3 separate regions of the Zea mays genome follow, and regions 2 and 3 are each linked to region 1. Evidence: chromatin contacts called from public Hi-C data. All regions are on one chromosome and are shown on one strand. Each heading gives the region's core, a stretch centred on a gene start, on an enhancer-like site or on the middle of the called end of the contact. The rest is flanking DNA. Distances are from core to core; before and after follow the strand shown.

The links. Hi-C and Micro-C count contacts between places; a contact is called where the count stands out from the background.
Region 2: a contact with region 1 is called in a Hi-C map of leaf, with 5 times the contacts expected there. The contact joins the promoter of LOC103653930 here to the promoter of LOC103653921 in region 1. A contact is called at or near these places in 6 of 25 Hi-C or Micro-C datasets (bundle sheath, ear, leaf and 2 more) and 1 of 3 datasets of contacts at active chromatin or transcription factors (leaf).
Region 3: a contact with region 1 is called in a Hi-C map of leaf, with 2.7 times the contacts expected there. The contact joins the promoter of LOC103653929 here to the promoter of LOC103653921 in region 1. A contact is called at or near these places in 2 of 25 Hi-C or Micro-C datasets (leaf and tassel).

The regions. Positions count from the first base shown.
Region 1 is chr4:161,825,092-161,829,832 of Zm-B73-REFERENCE-NAM-5.0, reverse strand. It overlaps LOC103653921 (Putative regulator of chromosome condensation (RCC1) family protein), which reads right to left and starts at 2,387. Exons shown (of 9, transcript XM_008680724.4): 1 at 1,557-2,387; 2 at 1,177-1,263; 3 at 478-567; 4 at 292-378; 5 at 9-203. The coding sequence starts at 1,619.
Region 2 is chr4:162,257,548-162,262,288 of Zm-B73-REFERENCE-NAM-5.0, reverse strand. It overlaps LOC103653930, which reads left to right and starts at 2,772. Exons shown (of 3, transcript XM_035967366.1): 1 at 2,772-3,104; 2 at 3,549-3,790; 3 at 3,914-4,334. The coding sequence starts at 3,579. The coding sequence ends at 4,133. LOC100273215 (Metal-dependent protein hydrolase) reads right to left here. Exons shown (of 7, transcript NM_001147657.1): 7 at 4,431-4,741. The coding sequence ends at 4,680.
Region 3 is chr4:162,166,671-162,171,411 of Zm-B73-REFERENCE-NAM-5.0, reverse strand. LOC103653929 reads right to left here and starts at 2,564. Exons shown (of 2, transcript XM_008680729.3): 1 at 2,076-2,564; 2 at 1,538-1,960. The coding sequence starts at 2,347. The coding sequence ends at 1,765.

The DNA.
Region 1 (4,741 bases), core at 1,138-3,637:
GAATGAACCTTTGGGAAATTTCTTCCATCATGCACAGCAAAAAGCCTACTCCTTTGCTGAATATAGCTAGGAGGGCTATTCGTGCAGCTGTTTATCCGACGGCTGTTTGTTGAATCAATCAGAAGTAAAGGGGTGCATGGTGCTGATATTACGGCTGTAAGGCCTAAGTACCAGCATTCAGCTTGATCCCTATCTTTGCAGACCTGGGTAACATGATCCCCAAATAAAAGGTTATGTAAGTTAAATAAGTAAAGAGATCACAAAATCTAAACGCTCTGGGCTACTCCATACCAAGTCAAGTGAGGATTCACCGTTCTTGTATATAATTGACAAGGAGTGAGATTCCTTTTCTGGCCAATGTAGACGCAAAAGTTTTGTCTGCAGAATATTGAATTCTCAGAAAATCAGTGTCTTCCAACCATAATGTGTTACTACTAAGATCCAATAGCATATGTTTGGAAAGGGAAAGTTGCATACAGTCTTCTGTCCGAGAACTACACTGGACACTGAATTCAAGCTCAAACGTTTTCCCCTCTCTTTGGAGTACCATATTAGTGCTCTCTCATCCTGCAAATACAAAAATCTCAAATACGTAAGAGAACCAAAATATGGAGTGTATAGAAGTTGAAGATGTTCAGTTTCAGTTTACTCGAGTTCATCAATCTATAGCAAGCTTCTGAAACCCAATAAAACAAAAAATGAGCTTGGTTCGGATGTGGTTGAGCGGGATAAGGAGAAATAGTAATGTACTCCCTCCGTTTCTTTTTATTTGTCGCTGGATAGTGCAAAATTACACTATCCAGCGACAAATAAAAAGAAAAGGAGGGAGTATATAAGAATATAGTTTTGTCCTGTTGCCAGTGTCACACTAGGCCCTGTTTGTTTCCGCATATACAGATTTTCAGTGGAAAAAAAACGAGAACCTTGTGTCAAAAGTTGTAAAAGATCAATGTTGCAGCGATCAATCCTATCTCCTTTGGCAGTCAGGTAGTTGCCCTTCAGCCTTCAGAACTGGGGAGGTGTCACTATTAGCCTATAGATCCTTAGCTTGCCAACAAAACATTGGTGGAAAAATGAACTCTTGAGTGCGAGGTTGCGTAGCACAATGTCCCGTTTATAAAGAAAACTATGAAGCAAATGGAAGAAAATGTGTGAACATATAGCCGAACCACTCACATAAGACAGCCTGACAGTGCAGAATTTGGGCTTCCCTCTCTTCCCACATTTCAGGAGATGTGCGCCTTTCTTGAGAGCGACAATGGACTGTTAGGAAGGAACAAGCTGTCAACCACAAAGTGGCAGTGTTCGTCTCAGATGCATCTTTCCCAGCACTAATATTGTCTTCTTGTGCATACGAAAAGTATTAAACAAAAGAGCAGAAGAAGGAACAGGAATGCCACGCAGCGATAAACCTCAAGAAGCTGCAGAAGACGGATGACAACAGGAGGATGAAAACAGCGGAGGAGCATATCCTATGCGTAGATCTGCTCGAGGAGTGCCACTAATTCTCTGGACTGGACGAATGCGCAAGAAGAAGAAAAAAAACAGCCGCGTACCTGCTGGAGCTCGACTCCTCTGGTTGTGCTTGCAGAGCTGCTCCACTCGAAGCCCCCGGCCATTGCGGGTAGGCGTAGGCGTAGGCAGGCAGCTAGAAAAGATCAAGCGGACGGAAAGGCGGCATCACCGTGAGGCTTGAGCGAAGTCCGAGTCCAGGCCTCCTTTGATCAGCAGTGGGATGGATCGATGGAGCAAAAGATGGCAGTGAAGTGTGACGGAAAGAGCGCTGCAACTGCAAGGAAAGAATGGAAGCGAGCAGGAGGTAAAGAGAGAGTTGGGGTGAGGTGAAGAGAGAGAGGAGGGTGTAGTGTAGAGAGCTTGAGGACGGTGGGCTGGGCTGAGGCGAGCTGCGCGATTCAAGGGAGCAGGAACGGGAAACGGTGGCAGCGATTTCTAGCTATGCGCGCTTAACAGAGGAGATGCAGTCACGCAGAGGGTTCAGTGGTTCACATGCCACGCAGCACAGACAGACAGAGGACATCTCCGTGCGCAGCGGAAGCACAGGTGCACAACTGTGGTTCCAACCCTCTCTTTTTTTAGTAACTTTTTTTTTCCTGGCATAGTATTGCAGGATCTGTCGCGGTTGGCGGTTGCAAACAAAGCCCCAAGAAAAATCGGAAAAAATTTCGTTCCTTGCAAGTGCAACCAAAACGGAGAGGGCGGGGCGCGGAAGAGGCCGATGGTGATAGGAGCAGGCAGCACGTGCGCAGCGCAGGCAGGCAGGCGCTGCCCCGGCCGGCACGAACGACTCAGCTGCCCGCAGACGATGCCGTCTCGCTCGCACGGAGGAGGCTGTGGTGTCCTGATGCGGTTTCGCCGTGGACGACAGTGGAGTGCGGCCGCTGGCCATGACGGACGCGGACGGCGACGTCGACGGGGGGGGGGGGGGGGGGGGGGGGGGGGCTCCGTAAAAAAAATCCTGAGCTGGGCACCCTACTCCATGATGGATCTACTGCTTGGGCCGGACTAGTACGACGCGTGGTGGTGGTACACTGGTACTTGCTGCTTCGCTGACGGCGTCTCCATTTAATTACTTACTTCCCGTTCATCGTCCACCAATGATAAAAAGGTTTTAAGCTTGAGTAAATTTAAGGTACCTTGATTTGTGCAAATTCTACGGTCGTAGTTGAAGCGTACTACCCATTCCACCATCCCAAATCCCATCCTAGCTTCCCTGACACTGATTCGACCTGGCATTATGGGTGAAATTAACGGCGGTGGTTGATGCTATACCAGTGGGCCTCGTGGCTACTGATTATGATTACTCAAGATACGGAGCTCTGGTGTAGTCGCTTCGTACTATACGACGTCAGGGTTGGTAAGATCTGGCGATCTCGCCATGGGATTCTTCAGTAGCCTGACAGGATCAGTACAGTCCTACAGCGACAGAGCGTCAGAGCATGTCTCCAGGCAGCCCAGCAATTCGTGCGAGGCGAGCATGCGTTTGGGTTTGGCACAGAAGGGTCAAAAGGCAGCCATCGATTGCTGCTGCTCCTCGCGCCTGGCTGCCTCCTCTTTAGGGGCACCATGACAACATGAAAGCTCTTCCCCTTCTCGTTGCCGCCTGCTCTGCTCTGCTCCACCACCAAAGTCCAAAGTCGAAAGCCAAAGAGGAAAGAGTTAGGCGTCTGAACCATGCGTGCTCTTGTCTCCCGTTGGTTCGTTCGTTTCGTTGGCCGTCGTCGTTCAGTCTCATGAACTCCGTTGTATACGAAAGCCCCAACCCCAGTAGCACTGGCTGATCTTGGTTGGGGGCTTGGGGCCAGGCCGCCGTCAAACTCCTCCGTCTCTCCGCGGTGGTCCTTTTTTAACCACTGCATATATATTACCCAGCTATTTGTTCGTAGGACCCCTTCCAGCTCACGCGTCGTCCTTACCCACGCGGCCGTGATAACTCGGTGTCCAAAAGAAGAACACGTACTACGACGACGACCGATTCAGAAACTGTAGGCAGGCAGCCACGCTTTGCGCACAGTGAAGAGCAGCGTGCTGTGTGCCCTGCAGTGCAAGGCCGCCTCCCCCCCCCCCCCCCCCCCCCCCCCCAAGTGAAAAGAACTCCACTCCACCGAATCTTTCAACGTACTCTCCCTGTGTCTCGCGCACGCAAGGGGAGGACACATGCGGTGAAAAAGGTTGGTAAAGGCTAAAGGAGGGAGAGACATGGATGATTGGCACGGCGGTCGCGTGCCGGACATGGCAGAACAGAACAAACGGCCATGCTCAGTGTCGAGGTGGGTCGGCTGGGCCTTGGGCCTATACTGGATTGTCACTGTCCATGGGCCATGCATGGCTTTGTATTGGCTGCGACCGACCCTCTGCAGATCGGGCCACCTCGGTTCCTCACAGCTTAGTATCTCGTTAACAAAAACTGGCTTTGGTTCAGCTAGCTCGTTACACTAACCAGCCACAAGTTTAGCTTACTATTTTTTTCCTTGCTGCCATTGAGGTTATTCATTTAGGACATATACTACAGACTTTCGCAGTGCAGTTACGTACGTCACGGATTGGTTACCTGCGCAGACTCATTTGCAGTCTAGGACTGTCCTCAAAAGCAAGCCCAGTCGATCTATTGACGGGTTGTTCAGGCTAAGGGTATGATGCATAGACAGTAATGCAATGCAAGTATTATACTAATGCGACTACCCAATCAGACCCCCAGTGAAAGACGAAGACGAGTATTGATTCGGGAGAAAAAAAAAAGCAAAAACAAAGAAGAAAGGTGGATGATTTCACGATGGTTTGGGAAGTATCAAAAAAAAAACTAATGCTTGCTTTATTGCATATCGATTGCCCCCTGAGCATAATTTCAAGGCAAACTGCCCATTGACTTGCAAGCGAATAAGCGATGCGATTGCGAGGCCACACTGACAGGACAGGTCCCAGACTACTATCCTTCAAACGAAACATTAACTTCCACACCTGCCAAAAAAAAGAGTTAAACACAATCTAGTTCATCTAAACTGACAAAAACACGCCAGACTCCAAAAAGTCTTGACTCAACTCAATCATAAACTGCGCCATCGCCTTAGGCTTGGGTTTGAAGAATGACCTCTAGGACTTGACCGGCTGGCTGGCATTATAGTCATGTGGAGTTGTGGGCTACTATCGTCGGAGAAGCCATGATCTTCTTACTGAAAACCACATCGTTTCTAGTTTACTCAAACGTCCAAAGAGCACCTACCTG
Region 2 (4,741 bases), core at 1,523-4,022, 430 kb before region 1:
TTGCACCTAAATTATCACACTATAAACATGGGGCATCAACTTTTTTTTACTCTAAGTTCACTAAGAATCTATTGCATCCCTATTACTTCAGCAGTTGCATTAGCCCTTGATTTATATTTGACTTCTATCGAGGATCTTGCCAATATTGGTTGCTTTTGTAGCACTCATGAAATCATATATGATTTGAAGATAATTGCAAAACCTTCCCTTGATTTCCGATCATCCACACAACCTACCCAATTTGTAGCTGAGAAGACACTTAAAATGGTCGAGATTGACTTCTTAAACAACAACCCAAGACCAATTGTTTTAAATAAATATGTGAATTCTCTTAACAACCGTCATACATTATAGTTGGCACGTGAAGATATTAATAAGCTTTATTAACTGTGTAAGTTATACTAGGCCTGATGATTGTCAAGTATTGCAAAACATCAACAATACATGCATGATTTGTATTGTCTTCAGGACCGAGAGGATCGTCACTATATGTAGATAATTTATCGGACACAGTGAGAGAAGGAGAAGCTAGCTTATAGTTGCTCATGTTGACACATTTTAGGATATCATGGTCATACTTCTCTTATGACAAAACTAAATCATCATGAACCTCTTTAACTTTAATTCCAAGAAAATAATGCAGACCTCCAATATATTTCAATGCAAAATTGTCTCTTAGATCTTTAAGCAATGCAAAAACTATTTCACTAGTTGAGCTTGCAACTATGATGTCATCAACATATATTAACATATAAATTATGATATAAGACTTCTGATAAATAAACAATGATGTATTTTCCTTTCGTGGAGTAAACCCTAACCGTTGCAATATTGCACCTATTTCAAATTATAGATGGCTTTATCTAATTTGCACACGTAATTAAGTAGTTCTTTGTCTTCATAGGTGGTTGTCTTATATAAACTTTCTCTTTCAGAACACCGTGAAGAAACACATTCTACACATCTAGTTATCTCAAGTGCCAGCCTTTTGAGACAACAACTGCTAGCACAAGTCGAATTAACAACTTTCACAATATGGCGTGAGAGACTCTATATTGTTTTGATTGTGATCATCTTGTGTAAGGCGTGAGAGACTCCAACTTGTGGATATTCCTCACAAACGGGATATTGTAATATAAGGAAGAACCATGGTGCTCAATTTTGATCTTTGGATCACTTGAGAGTGATTGAGTGCAAGCCTCGTCCATTGGGACGCCACAATGTGGAGTAGGCAAACATATTACGCTTATTCGAACCGCGGGATAAATTTTTTTTGTGTCTCTTGTGTCATTTACTTTCTTGCAATTTTTATCTCTTAAAAATTTAAATTCTCACTTGTGATACTGCTCTAAGTCTAAATTATATCTTGATAGAGCAATCAAGTGAAAGGAACTTCTACCTTTCTCTCTACTCTCAAACTTGGTTTTATCTACTCTAACTCATATTATAGACCAAGTTTGTGTTGTTTTGAACAAGTTTTGCTGGATCATCTATTCACCCCCTTTGGGTGCTTTCAAATCCCTCACGTACTTCATGGCAAATGCTTTTGCCTTGTTATCGTTTAGCTGACTAGGCCATGGGGTGGTTGAGTCCTGCAGGTGTTCAAAGCCTTGCCATTAAGTACGCTTCCAGAAGTCTCGTACCTGTCTTCTCCTATTCCATGCCTTAGTCAAGAGCATGCACCGAATGGTTACAGGATCATAAATGGGTTGTTCTTTCCCAGAGATTTGTGCTATCTCCGAGTCATGGGGTCTTATTACGGGTGTATTCCAAGTCATGGTCAGAGTTGCTAGGTCAAAGCTACTTGTTCGAGGACCATCCTAGGCTATGCTAAGATTTTGTATTTCAAAGTGGATTTTATGCTATCTTAGAGTACCCCAAGTATAAGTACACGAGAAGTGTTTGATCTTATAGTTATGCATCTCGCTGCACGAGAAGGAATTAGGCTTCCATAATAATATGTTGCCCCTTGTGGGCTTCTCTGTTATTGCCACACTAAGTACTAGCATGGTTGTCAATGAAGATAAAAGAACTTACTGATATATCGACGAGTTTTTAAGAGATAGATGTGCTTGGAAGATGTGACCCTTATTGCCATATAAGAATATGTTAACATGTTGCCTCTATCATAAGATTATGGCTTATATTTATATTAGAGGATCGTAATACAAATCTATATCATAATTATTATACCAGATTTATCTCTATTTTTTCTATTTATACTAGTAGAGTAGCCTTACATATTAATCTATAAGGTATTGTTGGGTTATTTCCTTTCCATGTGAATTAAATAAGATTAGAAGTGATTAGGAGAAACTTTAACTCATTATAGATTTAAATTCACTCAATCGTGTCCAATCCACGTAGATTTAGATTAAAACAAACATGCACTCAAGATGTTTCTTTACAACAGCGGGAACGATGGCTAAGCTAACCAGGAAGCAGGAAGGCGTAGACTACAACTAGAAGGCGGAAGCCCAGCCTCCTTCCTCCTTCGGGCTTTGGAGCCATGGATAATGCCCGAGACGCACGTGAGACGGGGCACTGCCAGGTGAGCGGCGTGCCGCGTGCCGCCGCGTGCGAGGTGCCAGGTCAATCCAACGCCGCGACGCAACCCCATCTCTGACCGTCCGGGCCATGCACCGCTTGACTGCCTTCGGGACCGACGTGTCAGCAGCGAACGTTCTCCACGTCACTCTCAGGCACGGCACGGCACGCCACGCCACGCCGGTGTACAAAGAGTCAGAGACAAAGCCGCAAAAGCCAAAGGGGACCGCAAGCGGCGAGCCGTTGGCTGCATCTAACTACCGGCGGGGCCAACGACCTTAGCTTCTCCTTCCCGCATGTTCTCGTCCTCTCCTCTCCTCTCCGCTCGTCGTCCACCCACCCCTCGTGCTCGTCTCACTCTTCACCTCCAGCTCCGGATCTGAAACGCCGAGCAATCTTTCGTCGTTTCGAGTCTCATCCAGAGCTTCTCGGTGAGTGCGACAATTGGGCCGGAGAACTGGGAAAGCCTCGAGGAGACATGGATGGGTTGCCCAGAGAGCTGTGCCTCAAGATCTTCCACCTCCTGGATCACCAGTCCCTCGCCTCTTCTCCCCAAGGTCTGACGCCTCCCTAAAATTGTGGCATCCCAATACGGAATTGAAAGCGCCGGTGATTGCAGTCGCTCTGCCTTTTTTTCCCTTTTCAAGAACGGAATTTCAGTTTCCTCTAAAATTATGAATTTCCTGTGGTCAGAATCCTTACTGTCCAATTTAAAGCGACCCCGAAAACAGATCCTAGGGTTTGGTTTCCGTTGGCAGTTCAGGTTTTGGTTGTGTATCACTGTAGACTTCTTCCAAGTCCCAGATTGCCAAATCGGATCGGCTGTATACCCTGTGTTTCTGTAGTCTGTGTACATGCTGGAGCCTGAAAACGTTCCAGACCAGAGAGCTTGATACATAGGAGTAGTTGGTACGACACGCAGATAGCGTGCGTAGCGATCTCTCGTTTTGGGCAGTTACGCATACCAATTAACTGCGACGGTGCTGGTCCTGGCTTTTCAGTTTGCAGGAAATGGAGGGCGTTGACCTCGGATGATGAACTGTGGCGCAAGCTGTTCAACGACAGGTGGGGAGCGGACGCTGCAGCGTTCTACGCGCCGGAGGGCTCCAAGTCTTGGAAGGACGTCTTCGCCGTGCAGGACCGGTGCGACCGATACGGACTGTAAGCCGCCACTCGCCCATCTGCTCCAGCTCCACTGCTTCCGATTGCCATCAGCAGCTGGTGTTACTGCTGTCGACCAACAGTTCAGCCGCCTCCTTTCCCTTTGTTTTTGTTTGGCCTGTGAGTGTGTGTGTGTGACCTCCTTTCCCTTTGTTTTTGTTTGGCCTGTGAGTGTGTGTGTGTGACCGCGCCGCGTCCTTTCCAGGGGTGTCAGGATCATCAGGGAAGGGAAGGACTACTACCTGATCTACCAGGGCGAGATCCAGAGGTACTTGGGCTCCCGCCAGGACACGGATGGCGACTGCGGCGAGGACGCGCCACGGCGGGACGCTGGAGACGAGCATCGGCAGATATCCGACCGGATCCTGTTCTTCCTCGGGGATCTGGAGAAAGCCTGCGCCGACGCCAAACGTGTTAAGGCCTGAACACGCGCTACCCTTGTGCCCCTGATCATCATCAGCACAATATTCCACGCTGAGTCTTGTTAATTTGTGCATGTCTCGTGCATAGTTTCTCACCATCAATTCATGTAGTTGGAAATCATGCTCACATCGACACTGAAATTATAATTCAAGTACAGTCGTTTAGAGGGTAAAACTACCTGATCCCCACAAGCTTTCTTTGCATTCGTTTTCGTCTGCCTGTCTCTCCATGCACACACAAAACCACCGTGGCTGTGCCGGGCCACAGATGAATACTCCAAAACGGAGAACATGCTTGAGGACAAAAAGTTCCATCATTTTTTTTCAGATAAACCGTCACATTCTAAACAATACCAGATCCCACGAAAGAATGAAAAGGGTCAATCGACCTCTTCTGTAAGACGAGGATAACAGAAGATCAGTGCAAGAATCAGTCGCAGTTAACCACGGCTCGAGTCAACGATAACATTGGAGAAAGCGCAACTGCATCATGTGTTACTGATGTGTTTACTGATATAATGGTAACACGGGTAATATGCTTTGGTTGAATCAGAATTTCAGAGCAGCTCTCGCCATTTCCAATGCTCCCTCGTAGGTCTTGTTGCCCCCAA
Region 3 (4,741 bases), core at 1,315-3,814, 340 kb before region 1:
TGGGAAGTAAATAGGTTTAGATAGGAACCTGATAAATATAGTAACATGATATAAGGAACTATTGGGACAGGTTTTTTGAAAATATTTCCCTAAACAAAAACATAGGATGGATTTTAGGTAACTAGTGCGGATGCTCTTAGGCCATATTTTGTTGAGCAGTACTTGTTGAGAAGCTGAGTTGGTTGTGTTACATTCTGCAGATTGTTTCCGTTTGCTAAGGGCTGTCAATATCATTAATGAAAATACGATTATTATCGTTCAGAAAAAAATAGCCGAGCTTGCAAGGTGTTACAGTAATTTGATGCGCCATAAACAGATATAATCAAATGAGTTTAATCAATATCCGGCCGATTGGTTCCCCGGCCGTAGCGCGCCTGCTTCAAGCCGGCCTAAACCGCCAGTGATGCCCATTCTCCACATCTCCACACGTCCAGGCCAGACATTAAAAAATAAGCTAAACTGCACGCGCGCATGCAGAGCGCTGGACCAAGGCATTTGCAACCGAACATGGGCTTGCGCGCGGTCAATGCATGGCGGGAGCCTGGGCGCGTGGGTCACAGCAACCAATCAGGCTGTATTAGTCTGTGAGCTCGAGCTGCCGCACTCTGGTTGGCAGCAATGGTGCCCACACATGCGGTCGAGGATGCACATGCACTACCGCTACCGGTGGCGCCCGTGCCCCACCAGCCGAATTCACGCGTGGGCCGCATCCGAGAGCGGTTCCTCTGCCCGTCCGGTCGTTGCCAGCTGAGGCCAGACCGCCAGACCATGGCCGGCCCCATACGTTGCCGTAATGGGTCTACCGGTAGAAGATGAAGCTGTAAAAGGCTAGTATGCTTAGGCTATCCGCAACCGTTAACTCTAAATTTTTTCCCCTATATCACTTTTTCCTCCTATTTTTTCATCTTCCGCAGCGGTTCCCCCTAAATACTCTCCCTATACCCCACTACAACCATAAAATATCATTTTCTATACCTACTTTTTATCCACTATCAATTTTTCATTCACTAATAATTCATCACGGACCCACAACACAGTGCCAAACAGTGCAAGGGCGCATGAACAGTGAACCGCCAGAAGTGGAGGGAGAGAGAAGCGCTCCCCTCGGTAGGGGGCTCCGTAGAGGCAGGCGCTGCACCGTTGCTGTGACCCTAAATTGCTACAGGATTAGAGGAGGGGAGATGTAGAGTGAAGCGTTGCAACCAGTCTTAGCTTTATCTCACCGTATTTTCATGTGAGAGCACGATTTAATTAGTTTAATTTATAGGTGAAGCTGTTCTTTAAAAAGACATGTTTGACAAAAAAAAACGTATCTTCAAATAACTCATGAACTAGTAACGAAGTTGTTGCAAACGTGGCCTTCGTAACGCAATCGCATATCTTTTGCCAATTTTTTGAGGACAAAAAATGCATGCAAACATTTAAATAACCTTAAATAAAAGTACAAGGAGCAAGGACTCGATTGATAGAGAAAAGACCTCAATTAGTGGCTCCAAGCCTCCAAGAGGGCTCCGTTTTTAATCAGGAGCCAAACAAAAACCGAGCAAGTCTTGGATTGCTAATATAGTTGCAGGACACGGAAAAGCCTCCGCGCGCACTTCGTTGTTTCGCGTCGGATACAGACGCAAACAAGGGTCGTGGTGGCTACTTGGTCCTTCCTTACGAGGAGAATCCTTGTCTCTACTACGAACGTGCAACAATTCATTCGCCATCCTTGGGTACGTTGGGACCGGTTTGTGTGTGTGAAGCTTCCGTGAGCTCCGTCTAGTGCTGTGGCTGAAGCTGCCGGCGCTGGGCACGCTGGTCCTTCTGCGCCATCGCCGCGGCCGCCGCCTGCTGCTGCTGCTGCAGCTGCAGCTGCTGCTGTATCAGGGCGTGCTGCTTCTTCCTGCGGTGCCTTATGCGGTCCATCTCGATCTGCTCCCTCCTGCAGTCGTCGCTGCAGAACGGCGTGTCCCCTCTGCTCCATCCGAACCCGACCGAGGCGGCATACGCACGCACACGCAGCGTTCGTTAATACTAATCGTCTCCTTTATCGGCGCAATATCATTCAGTACACGCAAACCGAAACCGACCTGTACATGAAGATGTCGCCGCAGAGCGCCTTGCGGCAGAGGGTGCACTCGTCCAGGAAGCTGTTGGGCTCCTCCGCCTCCGTGTCGGGGACGCAGAACGCGGACGGCGGCCGCCTCGCCGTGGTGGGGCTCCTGCCGTCCTCCGCCTTCGTGCCGTCGTCGGTGGAGCGCCGTGGCCGGTGGGCCTGCGCGCTGCCGCCGCCGTCGGAGAACACCGCCGCGAAGTCGGGGTTGCCGGAGGCGTGGAAGTAGGACGACGACGTGAACTCCATCGGCCGGCCGGCCGGCGTCGTCCCTGGCAACGTACGGCACGCGCGCGCGGCGGGCCGGTCCAGGAGCTGTCACACCGCAAATGGAGGCGCAGGATGGCAGCTGGGGCTTGGAGAGAGGAGAGGCGGAGGGGCTCTCGGTTTTAAACCACATCCACACTCGAGAAGGCAACGGTATGGCGGTTCATTAACGAACTCGTACCTGGCTTCCTTCGTTCGTTGCCAAGGGAGGGCTGGCGAGGACAAAGCATGCGGTTAAATCTGGCATGCCAGCCTAGAGGTGCCTTGTGCTCTGGCATACAGCTCCATTTCCATGGCGTCGTATGTTTTGACTTGGCTGCATCACCCAAAGATAGGTACCACGAGCTAGGTTTTGTTTGTTTTTTCACCCTAAGAGCTAGCTATTGTGTTCACAAATTATAAATAAACTTATGCAAAAGTTTTAATAATATCAAATGCTTACTGCTGTTCTGCCAGCATCATTTTTAAGCCGAAGAATATAAATGAAAGCATCGATCTTCCTGACTAAGTTAGAAATAAACTTTCATAAATAATTTACTTTGCCGAGTAATTCTGCACCTCAAGTTTACATGTTGGAACTCCCATATTCCGAATTGACTTAAATCGGCTGGGATCTATCTCTATATTATGTTCATGAATGATGAAATCTAATAACTTAACAGTCGAAACTCTAAAATTACATTTACACGGGTTAATTTTCAAATACTTTGCGGAAATTGAGAACCAAATTCAGTCGATTTGACCATAATATCATCAATGTAAACTTTCATAGTGTTTCACAACAACTCGTGAAAGATCAAGTTCATAGCTCTCTGATAAGTTACACCGACATTTTTATATCGAATGTCGTGACAACCCACTCAAATAAACCAATAAAGTCTAAACATATAAAGATTGTTTTAGACGCATCTTCCTCGGCCATAAATATTTGATTATATCCGGCATTACCATCAAGAAAGCTAATAACTCTATTTCGTGATACATTATGAATTAACATGTCAGCTATAGGCATAGGGTATTCATCTTTAGGAGTTGCTCTATTTAAATTGTGGAAATCAATACACACTCTAAGCTTACCAGACTCCTTCTCCATCGACACAATATTAGAGACCCACTCTGTGTATCTATAAGTTCTAATAAAATTACCTTCTAAGAGTCGGTGAATTTTGTCCTTAATCCTGTGGAGTAAGTCTGGACGAAATGATCTTGGTCTCTGCTTGAAGGCCCTAAAACAGGACATAATAGACAACCGATGCTCCACTATCTCTCGGTTTAACCCTGACATCTCGGTGTAACTCCAAGCAAAACAATCAAAATATTTTTTAATAAACCGATAATTTCATCTCTAGGATCGGCTTCCAGGGTCTTATTATAAAAGTCGGCCTTGTAGTTTTACCATCTCCAGTGTCAATCTCCTCAAAAGGATCGGTCGATGTAAGTTCATCTCCTAACTTGTCGAGATCCCTAATTACATCAATTATGCTCACTCTATAGGAGTTAGATGTTCTCTACGCGGCTACAGAGAATTCGGTCTGAGAGGCCAAACTGTCCACGACACCGGACTCATGCTGCGGCAGTCTCTGGCAGCAGCGGGACTGCCCGGCCTTAGAGGTTGGACCGTCCAGGAGAGGGCCGGACTGTCCGCAATAAGGGCTGAGCCCTGCGACTCTTCCTGTTCTACCTCGAACCGTCCGGCCTCGGGGACCGGACTCTCCACGACCTTGGGTATGCTCTCTTTGGATGTACTCATTTTTAACCTTTGCTTAGGATTTAGCCGATTCTCCATCGGCTCTAGCATTACATGAATGAAGCCTTTCCTATCTATACTTATGAATTGATAATCAGAAAATTCAACTCCTGTAAGATATGTGACAGTCTCATAGGTCCAAAGTATAGAGGCATCAACCATGACAATGCAAGCCGATGCATTAGCATGTACTTATTCTATATCATCGCTTACCCATTGCAACAACATTTGATGTAAAGTTGAAGGTACACATTGATTTGTATGGATCCAATCTCTACCTAAGATTAGACTATAATGTCCTTCTACGTCGGCGACGAAGAAAGCAGCAGCAAGGGTCTTGGTCTCGGTGGTTAATTCAACGAACATGAATCCCTTGGCCTTAATCGAACTATCGATCCAACACCACTGAGCGTCATGTTAGTCTTGTCTAGTTCGTCATCTTGCTTCCCTAATTTTCCGTACAATGAGTAAGGCATTAAATTCATGGCCGCTCCACCGTTTACCAACATCTAGCAATCGATATTCCATCGATATGACCACACACAAAAGAGCGGGTTTAAGTGGTTGACCTATTCTTTTGGCTTAGTGAAGGCGGCTTCTTTAGCACCAAAATCAAATTGAGCAATGAC